Linked DNA regions of Sus scrofa: region 2 is linked to region 1. The links are chromatin contacts, called in public HiChIP or PLAC-seq maps. All regions are on one chromosome and are shown on one strand. Each heading gives the region's core, a stretch centred on a gene start, on an enhancer-like site or on the middle of the called end of the contact. The rest is flanking DNA. Distances are from core to core; before and after follow the strand shown.

Region 1 (2,684 bases), core at 98-2,597:
CCTTAACCTGAAAAGTACTAACCAAAAGTAATGTCTAAACCACCAAAATGTTCATGAATGATTCCTGCAGACCTGGCAGCTCCTTTGACTGGATTGGATCCTAAAGAGTCATATAAGTCATTTCCCTGTCTTTGCCTGAACACAGTCAACATCCCAAATGTGGAAAGGTTATCTGGTTTCTTGAAGACACTTGCCCTACTGCTTGGCATGTTTACTCAGGATAGAATGACTATCATTCAATAATCGTGGGCAGACTAGATCTTAGGAGAAGCTGGCTGGAGAAAGAAGTGCATATGGAGAATGGATTGGAATTTATTGCTGTAATGTGAAAAAGAGTTACTCCCAGCGATGCTGGTAGAGTGTTATTAACAGTTCTCTCAAGTGTTAGATCAGAAAATAATTCTTGTGAGAAGAATTGGGACAGAGTTTTGAACATATTTTAGCCAACCTGTAAAATCAGAAGGGCTAAAATCATACCTGTAAAATCATAATATTGCCACACACACACCCCCGCCCCTGAACTCCAGAATCTCAAGGAATTGTGCAGAAGAACTAAGTTTAACTTTGTGGATGTTGAAACCAACATAGCAGTGGAATGCTGGCAGAGTAAATCTGACAATTTTCAGCTCTGGAAAAGAACGTAGAGATCACCCAGTCTAAGTCCCTCCTGTACAAATGTGAAAAACCAGACAATTTTTTTTAACCCAACTTTAGATACTTAGATACTTCATTTTATTTTTTATTAAAAAAATTTTTTTTAGGGCCACACCCGTGGCATATGGAAGTTCCCAGGCTAGGGGTTGAATCCCAGCGGCTTCTGCAAGCCCATGCCACAGCAACTGGCCAGGTCCGAGCTACTTCTGCTACCTACACAGCAGCTCGGGTTCACCCAGGGATTGAAGCCCGAATCCGAAACCTCGTGGATACTAGCCGGGTTCGTTACCTCTGAGCCACAAGGGGAACTTCTAAAATACTAGATATTTGCTCTGCAGTCCTGCTTCAGGGTCAATATTGTTTTATGAGTCAGGAACTGATTCATAGCAATGAAAAAACATCAGTGCATTTCCAGTACACTGGACGACCGCAATCCCTACCCCTCCTGCCAAGGAGCGCAAACTAAAATTCCTCCTGCACTCCCTCTGGGTCTGGGACAGGAGCCTCTTAACCAGGAAATTAGCGGAACCTTTGAGACTAACGCCTGCAGCTGATACGGTTGCTTTGAGGAAAGAACACTTCCTGTCGTTTCGGCTAGGCTGTTCCCGCAACTTGCGGTTCGGTTGGCCTCCAGTTCTCGCGTTTCGATTTGCTATGCTAACGCTGGGAGGCGGGCTTGCGTCGGGGTCACGCTCTCCCATTGGCTGGTGGTGGGGCTGGAGTGAGGGTAGCACGTTGAGCTGAAGTTAGTTCGGAGTGCGGGGGCACAATTTCTGGCGTCCGGCCCGGTGTCTCGTGGGAATCCTGGACTGAACCGGGTTTGGGTCCTCTGGGGATGGATCGCGTGTGGAGTGCTTGGTGCGGAAAGTCCGTCAAAGAGAAAGGGTTGTCGCCACTCTGGACCCAGCGTGTCGTGGTCGCTTGGCTCAGTAGGGCCGAGTGGGATCAGGTGACCGTGTATCTGTTCTGTGACGACCATAAATTGCAGCGGTACGCGCTGAACCGCATCACCGTGTGGAGAAGCAGGTAAGGCGGCAGGCTTAGTTAGCCCTCCTTGCAGCGCGCTGGTGGTACTTCACCTCTTCATTTGTAGGATTTGCTTAAGGCCTTATTAACCAATCTTCTAAATGCCTAGTCGTCCCCCTACAAGTGGTTTGAACATCGCCCCTCTCCCAAGTTCCTGTGGGAAGGTCGCAGCCAAGCTCTGGCACTAATCCCGTTTGCGGAAAGAAAAGGGGTGTGCCTCGACAGCCCTTTTGTCAAATCAGTGAGCTTTATCCCTAACCTTCTCCCATCTTTGGGTGGGTGCTGGAGGGACCCTTGTGGCTGAGCCAGCCAGGGCTTAAGGAGTAGCACTCTAGAGTGGATTTTTGATTTGAATTAAGAAGGTGGGGATTGGGGGAGCTTGCCTGCAAAACCGTATTTGAATGGGGTGCTTCAGTACAGAAGGTAAGATTCAATTGGGAGCAGATAAGGGGTTAATGTATCTAAGAATAAGGTCTTTTTTAGCTGAATGAGTTGAGGGTTTCAGGGTGAAAGAAAGAGGAGTACCCAAACTTAATTGTTCATTGATTGTGTAGCAGTTAGATATCCTGTGTATATCTTAACCAGCCTCTCATGCCGTATGTAATTGCTGGACATAACCCTCCCTCTTCCTACCTTCTTAATTTGTGTCTGTCCACACGCTTTTGAGCCAGTATATAATTGGAATAGCCTACAGAAGCCTAGGCCCTGAGGTGGAGGGTGGGCCAGTATAAGGGACCTTTATGATGGTGCTGGACTGTGGCCCTTTAGGTTAGGCAACGAACTCCCCCTGGCAGTGGCTTCTACTGCTGACCTGGTACGCTGTAAGCTCATGGATGTAACTGGTGGCTTGGGCACTGATGAACTTAGACTGCTCTATGGCATGGCATTGGTCAGGTAAGACCTACATGGGTAGGGGTAGGGGGTGGCTTTGCGGGTGGGAGTGTGGGGGTAGCACATGATAAGCAAAGTCTGGTTTTGGTTGCTACGTGAAGCAGAAGGTATTG
Region 2 (2,684 bases), core at 78-2,577, 130 kb before region 1:
AGTAAGGCTGGAACACAGCATCGTGGCAACCAAAGCTCAGCACACGCCCAAAGAACCAGGCCCCCACTCCTCTTTTCCAGGGGCTCTCAGACCTTCTCAAGACTACCAGTCACTATCTTAGCTCTAAAAGGCTCAGGCAGCCCTAGGGAGAGGGGTCAGGGGGAACTGCATTGCCTAAACCAGTGTAACAAGCTACTTGGCCTAAGGGACTCAAGCCAGGATGGTCACCCTGCCTTCCTGAGCAAGGGAAAGGCCTCAACAGGCATTTGGCATGACTTGCACAAAAGCAAGCAGGGCTCATTATTCAAGCACACCCCTCCTCCCCTCCCTTCTGGGCATCCGGCCCCATAGGCCCCACTCCCAGGAGGCTTCTGCTCTTCTCACAACAGCCAGTGGGGTGGAGACCAGATCCTAGAAGCTACCACCACTCTAGAAAGGTGTGGCCCCACAGGAGATTCCACACCTCACAGAACAGTCCAGAGTGGATAGAGAGCCAGTAAGCAATGAGAAAGACGATTTAGCAGTGGAGAGGAGGAAGAAACCAGTCCTCTCCGCCCCCCCCCTCCCCGCCCCCACAGGAGATAGAGCAGACCTTCCTTCAGACTGGTGCCTAGTGAAATGTTAGCTTTCCCAGGTAAAAGCAAGAGGCCTCAATGAGTCTGTCCACAACTTTCTCTTCCCCCTCTAGTGGGAAACATCTGAAGCTGCCTGGGGAAGCTGTGGGAAAGGTGAGTGGGGGTTTGGGGATGCACTGAGCAGCTCCCACACTCCTCCTTGCTTCTTAGTTCCCATGGCCCCTCCTGGGCAGTGGCAGACTTGCTTCATAAATGCACCAATTCCTGGACTGGGTAAGGGTCCTCCTTCGGACTAGAGTCCTCTCCCCTGTACCCAGGGCCCCTCAGGAGTAAAAGGAGACGTTGGGCCCCCAAAGAAGCCTTCACTAACTGTCGCACTGCATACACAAGGAACTGTAATCTGAGAAAGAGGTCGGCCCCGCCCGGCTCGTGCTTCTATCCCTAGACCCCCTTACGGCGACGGCGCGCCGGACCCGGACTCCACCCCCGCCCCTCCCGACTCCAGGCCACTGCGGAGGGCGCGGCACCTCGAGCCGGCGGGTGGCTGGCCAAGACCAGGGCCGTCAGGCAGGGGCCACCAGGCTCCGCAAGAGCACCTCCCCCCCAGGGCCGGCAGCGCCCACCCTGGGCACTCACCGTCTTGGGCATGGTGGCGGCAAAGGCGGCGGAGTTGGCGAAGTTTGGCTGGGAGCTGTCGGGCGGCACTGAGCACGCAGTACACAAGGCTCGGACTCCAAACACTGGGGGCTCGGATTGGGCCTCTCGCTAGCGTCGGGGCGACTGCTCCGCTTCCTGCTAACGGGCCACGACTTCACAAACCCCACCCAGGAAAGAGCCACCCCCGTCGCGCCGCCCGCTCCTTTATGTGGCCGAGCTTCCGCGCCGCTCTCCGCCCTCGCGCCCGCCTTCTCGTCGGCCGCTGGCCTCGCCCCGCCCAGCCCAGCCCAGCCCAGTCGGGCCACACCAGCTACTTGGGGGCTAGGCTGGACCTGAGCGTTCCAGTGGGAGCTCCCACCCGAACCAGAGTCCGCCTGCCCCTCTCCCACCCCCTTCACAGCCCCTGACCCTCCGCATCCGGGCCATCCCGCCCCACCTCCAAGTAGGGCCAGGCCCTAGGCCGCACCCTGGAAAGAGGCTTACAGCCCTGACTGCAACTTTCCAGTAATGGGGAGCTCACTACCTAGCAAAACTCTTGGTTTCCTCTCAAGATGGTTCTGACTCTCAGAAAGTTTTTCCCACGTGTGTCTGAATTCCTCTTTTCTGTGGCTCCAGCTCTGCTCCCTGAGGCCACACAAATCCCCTTCTGTTCCCAGCAAGTCCTCAAAGGTCTTAGATCCTATATGCCCTGAAACTTCTCTTGGCTAAACTGCCTCAGCTTCTCCAACACTTCATTGATTCTCTTCTGTGGGACTCTATATTGTTTTTCCCATCATATATCATCTCCATTCTTGCTCAATCCTCATTTTTTAAATCAGAATCTGGCTGCTTTTCCCCATATCTGTCCTCTATTCACTTTCCTTCCTTCAAATCCTAGTCTCCACCTTCTTCAAATCAATGCCCTGATCCTTTAGTTCCCCCCCCAACACATTCACCTGATACCTGATTCACTTTCTGATAATTCCCCCAGATTAGATGCACCCACCAGTCCACTCCTTTGAGATATGTCTACCAGCACACTTTCTGCTTCTTGTCAAGGTCACAGAATACCAGGATAGAGATGTTCTAGACTGTAACAGTTATCTAGTTAAGTCTGAGTTTTAGTTTGAAATTGACCAGCCATAGTCCTTTTTACCCCTATCCACTGGAAATTGTGCGGAGGCATGGTCTGTATTCTTTTTGAGATAGGGCAACATATACTTCAGAGACAATGAGCCACCTCAGGGCAGTGAAAAGGATATTTGAAAAGGGTGGTCTCGACACTTGGATTTCAGCATAGCTTTGTCATTAACTCACTCTCTGACCACTGTGTAGCCTTTGGGTAAGTCCCTTCCCCCCTCTGGGCTTGAGTTTCCCCTTCTGTAAAAATAAAGGGCTGGGCTCCTGGGCTTCCAAGGTCCTTTCCCACTCTGTCATTATAAAAGGATAAGAAAGGAACTCCCTAGAGGGAGT

The links. HiChIP or PLAC-seq counts read pairs in DNA pulled down with a chosen protein or histone mark.
Region 2: a contact with region 1 is called in an H3K27ac HiChIP or PLAC-seq map of alveolar macrophages. The contact joins the promoter of MSN here to the promoter of LAS1L in region 1. A contact is called at or near these places in 1 of 47 Hi-C or Micro-C datasets (embryonic fibroblasts) and 1 of 2 datasets of contacts at active chromatin or transcription factors (alveolar macrophages).

What each region holds. Positions count from the first base shown.
Region 1 is chrX:51,772,079-51,774,762 of Sscrofa11.1, reverse strand. LAS1L (ribosomal biogenesis protein LAS1L) reads left to right here and starts at 1,347. Exons shown (of 13, transcript XM_021080068.1): 1 at 1,347-1,680. The coding sequence starts at 1,490.
Region 2 is chrX:51,901,848-51,904,531 of Sscrofa11.1, reverse strand. It overlaps MSN (moesin), which reads right to left and starts at 1,327. Exons shown (of 13, transcript NM_001009578.1): 1 at 1,212-1,327. The coding sequence starts at 1,223.